2 separate regions of the Gossypium hirsutum genome follow, and region 1 is linked to region 2. Evidence: chromatin contacts called from public Hi-C data. All regions are on one chromosome and are shown on one strand. The core of a region is the stretch at or near the end of the contact, and the rest is flanking DNA. Distances in the headings are between cores, read along the strand shown.

Region 1 (4,883 bases), core at 2,289-4,788, 230 kb after region 2:
TCATTAATCTCAAAATTTTTAAAAATTTTAATTAGACCCCCAATTCTTTTAAAAAAATATCTTATTAAACTCTTAAAATTTTTGAAAATGTTACTACGCCCCCCAAAGGTCAAAACTTAATCCCAGGATCAGCCACTGCTCCAAAGACCCTCCAAGATATATGGTAATGTTCTTATCTATGATTTCCACACTAGATTGCAGTAAAGATATAAGGTACCAACTAACAGGAACACAAAAGGGAAAGGAAAAGAGAAGTTTGTTCCGAAACAAAGGATTAATGAAAAGAATTATATATATCACCTGCCAACTTGGAACAAAGAAAGGAACACCAAGCTTAACTCCTGTGCTCTTTGCTACTAAGATGTGGCCCAATTCATGTACCCCCAGAAGAAGTGCAGTAACAAAGGCTCCAGGTAGACCATTCGATAACAAGTTGAGGTTGTCAAATGTTGATCTGGACCATTAACAAAATCATTCGCAGTAATGCAATAAGACAAACTGAATGATCTGATGGAAAATTCTCCTAATTCTAAGAAAGGGGAAACAAAGAAAAAATCAGAAACAATCAACTTAAACTTCCAAGAACCAAGAGAAAAATAACGATGATAGAAACGAGTCCTTGCAAGAGAGAGAGAGAGAGGAATCTTTGTCAAGAAACCTAGGACAGATATTTTCCGAAAGGAATAAACTAAAGTGACAAGGCTAATGTATTATTTACCATCTTAAAATACTCAAACTGAGTGATCGATCAAATAAGTATTTATGAGCTTGGTACAATTCTCAAAACATGATCCTCAGAAGGGAAAACAGCCTAAATAGTAGCATTTTTGTCTTGCTTATGATTTGGTTATGATGACAGGAATAAGCCACAGTTAATATTTTGATTAAGTTGTCAGAATGAAAGTAATAGAAAATCATACAATAAGTTGGACTGCAATGCAGGCACATTCCGAAGAAGTAAGGTAAACACTGTAAACAGACCAAAAGCCCCAGCTGCCAACCACTCAGGGACAGCTGCAAAAAGGATACTTTAGTCTTAATGGCAATGGCTTTGGTGTATGACATGGATGACATTAAACTTTTGAATAACATAATAGCATAGCCAAGTACCAGTTGTCTCGGGTTGCAAAGTTGTTTTCGGGACAACAACTGCCACTGGTTTGTCATCTTCTGGATTGATAAGAAGGAAAAGCTTATATTCATCGTCAAATTTGTTCTGTATATTCATTTAGAAGAAATTAAATAAAGAATCAGCCATTAACCTCCACAATAGTACAATGGAACAAGCAGAGTAAACATACCTGCATCCTAGTAGATATCTTTTCATAACTTCTAGCAGCTTGTCCCCGAAGATTTCCTTTGAACAATACTCCACCCTATCAAATATCACGCAAAAAAAGAACATAAATAAGAAACAAAAATAAAATTGCTAACAGTTTTCTGCTATCTTATTCTCAAGGACAATATAACACCTATTGAAGGAGAAGTTCAATCTATAACCACGTAAATATTATTATCTCCATGGATATGTTATGAATTCAAGTTGCAGAGGCAATTTTAGTTGATTTCAGCCCCTTAAGAATCTTCTGATACATGTTTGAAAGAAAAGGAAAAAAAGGATCAAGGAAGCCTAGAACTATCAAAATAACTAACACACCTCATAAGGTTCCTGGCTCGTTACAAAGAACGTATCAAATGCAAATACTTGATCCTTAAGAATGTCAATGATTTCCTTTGGAATCCTCATTGATTCATCCAGTTGTTGTGGCTGTTCAGGAAACAAGGGAAGATGTAAAAGAAGCAGGAAAAGAAGATCTCTCTTGTAAATTCCAGCCTAGGAAGTGATACAGCATCATGATCACCTTCACACTTGGCAGAGGCGATCCACTAGTAACTTCAATAGCGTCATCCTCCTGTATCAAACACAATCCTGATGTGATAAAGGTTGAGCAAGCTATGATTAATGTTTTGCAGATTACAAAATGGCAGCTGAATGTGAATTCATGTACTAAAATACTTCAAATTGTAGGTATGGCAGGAGCTTGCTTGGACTCAAGGTCAGTGTCGGATGCGTATGCCCAAATTTCTAAGTTTTCCATATATTTGAGGAGGTTCATACTCCCATACCAATATTCGAACATAATGCTAGTTATAGCTATAGCTAAACTACCATCTAGCTTTCAATTGGACAAAAACATTTCTATCAAAATAGAGAAACGGGATTAAAAATCACCAAAAGTTACGAATTTAAGGAGATGAACATGAAATCTAACAAAGTGGCCTGCAAAAAGCACAGTAGCACGATCTTGCATTGAGAACAAACCTGGCAACTTTGGACATGATGGATTATACAGACATGAGCAAGAAGAACACGAAAAAAAATTACACAAATGCAAGAACATTCAGATTTTATATAATATGAAATATTAGCATATTAAAATTTATATAAATATATACTACCTTAAAACACGAGACAAATACCATCTCTAATTGAGAACCAAGTAATGTAGGGGCTTGCCTATTGCCCTATTCTGTCACTATAAGGATACTACTACAGAATAGAAATTTAGTACCTGCACAGCACCTTGAGCTGTAGTTTCTGCATCATTATTGTTTATTTGTTGAACATTTATGGGCTGCAAATCAATCTGGGAATCTTTTTCCTCTACAGAATCAGTTGTTGCCGGCTTTTCTCCACTTTCATGCTTATCTTCCTCCTACAGACATTCAACATCGAACATCAAAGAACATTTCCCTTTTCATCTAAAAATAAACCATCTTGAGCTAACTGCTGGATCCAAAATTGCAAAAATACCACATGTTGAGTGCATTCACAAAGTAGCTCATAACTTCTTGATAGATTCATTAATGAAAAATGCAATAATTCCAAATTTGTATCAACATAGAAAAGAAAATAAAAAAAAGGAATTTTTTTTAGAAGTCCGAACTAATTGAGTAATAAAATAATTACCACATCATTATTACTATCTGGTCCAGTTTCTGTTTCAGTCACTCTACAAAACATCTCTCTTTTCCTGAAAAATCTATAAGAGGAATAAAGAATTAGTTCATAAGCTTTCTTCTTTAGCAGAATATTTTTAAAAAAATAATGAGAAAAAAAACTACCTAGGGACGCGAGAAAAATTCAAGCTCCTTAAACGACACCGTTGCGACTTAGCAAAGCTCGAAGACGACAACAATGGCTGAAACCGAAGATCGCAGCAAGAGCTACATTGAGATAAGACACCAAAGTTCCCGCGGAAACTTGCTGCTAAATTCATTTTTTTATTTTTTCTAAAAGAAATGAAATCCAAATTCCTCAAAAGACGTAAATTTAATTCAATTGAAGATCAAATTCCATTGGAAAAAAAATTCAATACTTTATGAAAATTTTGCTTCGCAGATTTTTAAAAGAGAGATTGGAGTTTTTTTTTTATGTTATTTTGGAGTCTTATCCGTTTTGCTGTTGCTCGTTGCATCGAAGGAGTTACTGCGAGAGAACGATATTTCTGGGAGATCCGATTATTGAAAGGCGAAACCTATTGCACCAGTTGTATTGAGACACGTGTATAGTGAAATTGCGTGTACTATTTTGAGTGGTGCTGTTGTTGAGGAATCTCAATTTTGAGAGGCTACTTAGATATTTGATGAATATCTGAATAGTAGCTTACCTGCTTGGTAATGCTTGAAAACAAAACCTTAGTCACTCTAAATTTCTTTTTAGGATTTTTTACTTAAATAATATAAAATAATTAAATAAATACTTACAAATCTAGATAGAAGCTACAGTAAAAAACCGGTGTCACCTGGTCAATCGACGGTACTAGACTAAAATATAATGACTTAAAATATTTAGGGATCTGATATGCAAAATTACCATTTTGATTGAAAAGCCTTCAGATAGTTTAGGGCACTAAACTTCAAATAGGGTAAATTACTTCATAAACCCTTCTTATTTATTATTTCTTTTTGTTTCCCTTCAACACAAAAAAAAATAGAGAGGCCTCTTACCAATTAGTCCAAAATATTTTTTTACTAAAACGTATTTTTGTAAAAAAGCGAATTTCAGACTGGAAATAAATTTTATTTATTTTTTAAAAACTAAATCTTTTGTTCAAATACTTTTTTGTAAAATTATTTTTCGAAAAATTATTCAAACTAGAAAAAATATTTTGAAAAAAATATTTTTCGATAAATAAATAAAATTTATTTTCAGTTTAAATCGATTTTTTTTTAAAATGCTTTTTAGTAAAAAAAAACTTTGTGAACTAATTGGTAATAGGCCTCTTTATTTTTGGTATGGAAGGGAAATAAAATAAAATAAATAAGAAGGGGTAATTAAGCAATTTACCCTTTTGAAGTTTAGTGCTGCCAAGCTGTCAAGTAGCACCCTTAAAGCTTTTCATCACATTTCAGTCTGATGCTGCCGATTGACCAGGCAGCACCCATAAAAAAATTTAAACCTAATGTGACCGATGGCTGAGGAGAGGGGTGTCGCCAATTGGTCAGGCGGCACTGATTTTTTACTGTAGCTCCTGCTTATATTCGTAAATATTATTATGTTTATCCCATTTCAGTATTTATTTAATTATTTTATATTATTTTGATAAAAAAAACCCCATTTTTTATTATCCAACTATGAATATTACAAAATGATTACTCAATTATAAATATTTTTTTGTCATTCAATTATGAAAAGTTATAAAAGAGTCACCTAACTATTCAATTTTATCTTTTCTGGTCACCAGCGTAGGGATGGCAAAACTCGAATCGTACAATGAATTTCGAATCAATTCATTCTGAATTGAGCAAATTATTTCTTTTGAAAAGTGAATGCGGGGCGAGGCGAGGAGACTTTTTCTTTTGAAAGGTGGGTATAAAGC
Region 2 (5,567 bases), core at 2,716-5,215:
TTTATTGGGTTTGGGCCATGTTTGGGCCTATTTTGTAAATGGGTTTTGGGTTTTATTTTGGGTATTGGGTCTTGTTGGGCCAAGTGGGTTATTGAGCTGATGTTTGGGTCATGGGTGTTGGGTTAGTGTTTAGGTGGGTTGGGTCTGTTGGGCTAAGTTTGTAATTGGGCTGAGGTTTGGGTGTATTAGGTTGGTAATTTTTGTTTAGTTTTTGTTTGCCTTGGCCCGGGCGAAATTGGACTTGTACAAATATAATGAATTTAAAAATTTATTTATTAATCATTAGGAAAATTAAAACTTTTATAAGTAGGATTGGAATCTTCAACTATATTTTAAAATATAAAAAAAGTAAATAAATGAGACTTATCACCATTCTATTTCTGTTTTTCAAATTTTTACTTTTCACGTATCCTCTACTTAATAATAATTCTTATTATTTTTTAATATTCAATTTAAACATGAAAAATAAACAAGTATAACTAAATATTTTTTATTCTCTATATCCATTTTAAGGTACATATTTAGGGTTTGTGATTATTCTTTCTAATAATATTATTTTTAAAATTTAAATTTAGTTTTTTTTAAGAATGTAGTGTGTCTACCCACTTGTTGGTAGTATATATAATTTATTGTATAGAATAATCTAATTTTCAAAATAAATTAAGGCTTAAAAGGTATAAAAAAATCCTCAAACTTTTTTTAAAAAAAAACAATTAAATTATTGTGATTTTTTTTTGCACTCAATTGGATATTTAAATTATCAAAATACATCAAAAAATCCCTTTGACCATTAACATGTTATGGTTGACTATTAAAATTAACAACACCCGTTATTTTTTTCTTTTCCAATTATCTCTATCATGTGTCACGTCGTGATTGATGTGTAGAAAATAAAAAAAATTAAATTTAAAGTTATTATCTTCACTATATGTCACGTGTCACGCCGTTATTGTGATACGTGGAAAACGATAAAAAATTATTTAAAAAGCTATAAAAGAAGGTAATAAAAATTACCTTGGTTATAAGGACAGCGGCGGCAGCAGCATTACCAGCATTGTGTAGAATTAATCACCAACAACCAAACGATAGCGACGAAGTCTTGCGAATCCAGCGGCTTCCCGTCACCGTTGGCTAAAGCAATGGCCATGATTGCAGCAGCTTCCATAACCCATGGCCATGACAAGGGATTCCACATGAACCCCCAAAACTTGAGAATTTTGTTCATTTTTAAAACATAATTTTAACATCTATTATGATTCGGACGTAATTAATATCGAAATTAAATCCGTGCGAAAGACCTTTTTCTCTTCGAGCTTGTGGGGGCAGAAAATCTGAAGCCTGTTGGCACCCTCGTCCGAGCTTAATCCTTCTCTGGTACATTTCAGCCGTTCAAACACTTCCTCGATGGGGATTTTTTTTCCTATAAACAAAGTATATTCCACGGCATTTAAATGAAAATTTATTAATACTTTTTTCTCAAATTTTGACATTAATAAATTCATTCCATCATTCATAATATATTTTCATAAAAAAGGGAATTTTTTATTTTTTTAAAAAAATTGGTAAAAATGTTTTTCTATTTTCTAAATAATTTTTAAAATTTTCAAATAAAATTTAATTTTTTTTACATTTTTTATATATTTTTTATTTTAATAATTTTTAACATTTTCCGTCATGTGTCACAACCTGTGATACATGATGGAAATAACTGAAAAAAGAAAGAAAAAAAAAACAAAGAAAAGAGTATTGTTAACTTTTAAGGGTCAACTATTAATTTTAACAGCTAAAAAATCTTTTTAATGCTTTGACAATTCAAATATTCAATTAAATGTAAAAAATAAAATCTTAGTTACTATTTTTTTTAAAGTTGAAGAACTTTTACCTACTTAAACCTTAAATAATTATATAACACATCACAGTTTTAATATTATACACATATGGCAATATTAAGTCATGTATCAAGGAGATTTCCCTTTTTTTTTTCCTATCCAAAAACGTTTTTCTTATCGGCTAAATCTGAAAAACAAATGTTGATCTCAAAAAATATTTAGGTAAATGTAACATTTTTTTTGGGTATATAGAGAAATAGACTAATTTTAGAGAAAGAAATAGAAAACGCATCTTATAGGGCGTATTTTTTGATTTTTTAATATATTAGCTTTTTTGGTTAGATGTTTAAATGTTAGTAATTTTGTCTTTTAAGTCTCGAGTTCAATTCCTCTCTTACCTACATTTTTTTTATGTTGTTTTGAGCTTTACTTTTATTTTTAATTATTATTTTTAACATGTTAGCTTTATTTGTTAGATGATTAAATAATAGTAATTTTATCCTTGAGTTCTAGGGTCGATTCCTCTTCTAAGCTCATTTCTTCTAAGCTCATTTGTATTTTCTATTTCATATTGTTTCAATTTTTTAAAATTAATATTTTTAATTAATAAATATATATTTTTTAAGTTCTTTATATTTTAAATTCATTTTTAATTAATAACGCTTTTATTTATAAATTAAAAAATCATTTTCAATTATATAATAATATATATTATGAAATTGATATTTAACATTATATTAAATATATTTTATTTTTTTAAAAATCAACTAATTTTTTTTATATATTTTTATTTTTATTTTTATATAATATTTATATGTCAAATATTTATTTTCTCCACCTATATTGTGGGTAGGGTGAATTCTAATATTATAAAATCAAATAATTATTTCAAATATCATTATTATTTTTATAAGTAAAATATTTCAAATTTCAGTGCTTTTTCATTTATATTGTGGATATGATATTTCAAATATTTTTATATGTTCAATTAATTATTTCAAATACACATACAAAAATATATAATACTAAAATTTACTACACATGATATGAATTGAAAAATAAATATTACATATAAAAATTATATTTACTAAAAATAATGATTTTCGGCCATAATTATTTGATTTTATAAATAAAATAGTTATTAATTAAAAAGATGAATTAAAAATAAAAAAAATTGAAAACAATATATTTATTAATTAAAAAAATTAATTAAAAATAATTTTAAAAAAAAAAGCTTAAAACAACATGAAATAAAAAATACAATTATACTTAGTAGAGGAATCAAATCAAAGACTCAATGATAAAATGACTATTATATAATCATCTAACCAAAGAAGCTAATGTCTTAAAAATAGTAATTAAAAATAAAAGTAAAGATTGAAATAACATGAAATAAAAATACAAATATAAGTAAGAAAGAAATTAAAGACAAAATCACTAACATTTAACAATCTAACAAAAAGAACCACAAAATACATCCTATGAGACGAGTTTTCAACAGGAAAGACTTCATGCAGTATACATTTTTTGTTTCTCTCTACAAAATTAATCTATTTTTTTTTTTCAAATTTAGCCGTTGTCTTTATTAATTTGATGTTTTCTAGGCGGAGAAGTCAACAAAATATTACTGATCATAAATAAATACATGTGAAAGTCATTAAACAGAATTCCTGTCTTTTCTTTTTGGTTCATTAAACCAAAATTCGTCTGCACCTTGGTCAAATAATTTGAATGGGAATTAACTTTGGCACGTTTTCAATTCCTCTATAATTAAATGTTACATAAATAATGTGTAACATTATATATAAGAAATTAATTTAATTTTTAAAAATGTAACATCACATTACACATGATATACATAAATAATTATTTTTATTTAATATAAAAATATAATTGAATGTGAACTCAAGTTTGAGTTGATATTAATTTTATTAAAAACCCAAAAATGTAATAATTATATTGGGTAGAACAGTTGTTTTCAAAAGTGAGGAGGAATGCATAAATTCAAAAAAGGGCAAGAGTTGTTCAAATTCGCTTTTCTTTTGAGGAAGAAAATAAGGCTACTATTGGGATGGTGGGGGCATGTCTGAGCGGCAGCAATGTGAATTTAGGCAGAGTTTACAACTATTTTTGTTTAGGTACATAATAATGGAGGGCAGCTATGAGGACGACTCATAAAAGATTTGGTCCAATTTAGTAGTCACCTATGGGCTTCTAATGCCTAATTTCTTATCTATAATGGGCCAAATGAGAAATAAGGAAAGTGTGGCAGCTACAAATAACGATTCTGAATTTATATCCAATTTTCTAACATCCCAAAGAGATTCTCTTTTAAAAATTCACACCTACTAATTTCAAAGATAAAACAATCCTAAGATCATAGAATTTCTTCTTTCAGATAAACTTTTATAGTCTGATTTTTAGTGATTTTGTTAATTTAGTTGCTCTAATTAGGATAGTTGTTCAAATTGGTCATTGTTGTTAAAAATTCTATCCACTAACAGATTATTGATGATATTTTTTACTTTTGACTAAAGCTAGGGACCTCCCTATAATTAATCTAAAATATATATATTTTTATTTGCAACATAAATATTTCAATTATGACATCACCAACTTTTAAATCCTCTTTAAAAATAATAATCCGAACAACAATAATAAATCATGATCATGATCCAACTCTCTTCAATCAACCCACCTGTCTAACATAACACCACCTCCCTGTAGAATGGCTACCCATGAGATGAATATAAGCATTTCGCAGTTTGGGTAAAATTTTGAGGGTGACCGCATGGGGAGGTGAGAAGAACTTTATTTCAATAATTGTATATTTGGTGAACAATCATTGAGTCAAAGTGTTATGTCCTGAATTTACAGTAATGGTTAGGATTTTCTCACTAAATTTTAAAACTAGGGAAAGTGGTGAAAGGCCTAACACCTTAGCTAAGGTTAAAGTAGCTGAGGAATTGCATTTTTGGAGAACTTGATCAATGAATTCTTACTTAGATTGTATGCTTATTTGTTTATGTGTTTTTAGTTAGCACTTAAATTAAATTGATAGTAATAGGGAGATTTAATTGAATGGAATTTTAATTAGTGAACTTGTTTAAAAATAAGAATCATTGCCTTGGTTAATAATAAATATTAAGTCAAGTGTTATGATTTTAATGATCTTATTATTGACCTTATTTATGATGTTTAGTCATGGAAGCAAGATAAGTTTCAAAGTAAGTGAATTGTTAGACATTATTTATTTTAAATTGTCATTGTATTGGTTTCATTGAATAGTGTGAAAATAAAATGAATAAATTAAATTTAGTAAATATATTGTAAGCTAAGAAGAATGATTGATAAATTAATGAAAGTCATTTTAAATATTTGTAGACTAATCTCGTTAGATATAGTTGGCATGTTATAATGATTGTGTTTGCAAGGCTGCTTTATGCGCTTGAGAGTTACTATTGAGCGCTTTGCACTTAGAAATTTAGTTGCTTATCATTCGCACCTTGGACACACTAAAGTTACTATTATTGTTATCATTTGCGCTTTGCGTATATTAGTGTGTAAACTGGAACTGTATATCTAACCTTGACTTCCACTAGAATTTACACATGTCGAGAACCATCGAATTACCAGGTAAATATAAAATTGTGAATAGAAATTATAAGTTTATATGATTGTTGAAATATAAATCGAATCAAATGCTATGTGCATGACAGATTTAAAATGTTATTGCTT

The links. Hi-C and Micro-C count contacts between places; a contact is called where the count stands out from the background.
Region 1: a contact with region 2 is called in a Hi-C map of leaf, with 1.9 times the contacts expected there. The contact joins the promoter of LOC107956289 here to the enhancer-like site in region 2. A contact is called at or near these places in 2 of 34 Hi-C or Micro-C datasets (both in leaf).

What each region holds. Positions count from the first base shown.
Region 1 is chrD04:13,120,346-13,125,228 of Gossypium_hirsutum_v2.1, forward strand. LOC107956289 (probable zinc metalloprotease EGY2, chloroplastic) reads right to left here and starts at 3,539. Exons shown (of 12, transcript XM_041092006.1): 1 at 3,127-3,539; 2 at 2,972-3,044; 3 at 2,574-2,717; 4 at 1,863-1,913; 5 at 1,658-1,768; 6 at 1,302-1,376; 7 at 1,111-1,216; 8 at 921-1,014; 9 at 301-454. The coding sequence starts at 3,281.
Region 2 is chrD04:12,887,821-12,893,387 of Gossypium_hirsutum_v2.1, forward strand. No RefSeq gene overlaps it. Among protein-coding and RNA genes, the nearest start is that of LOC107955162, 15 kb to the right of the region's middle. Within about 2 kb of position 3,966, at least 3 of the 9 cell types and tissues checked have an H3K27ac peak or open chromatin away from gene starts, as enhancers often do. A contact at or near this core is called in leaf, where this site is marked.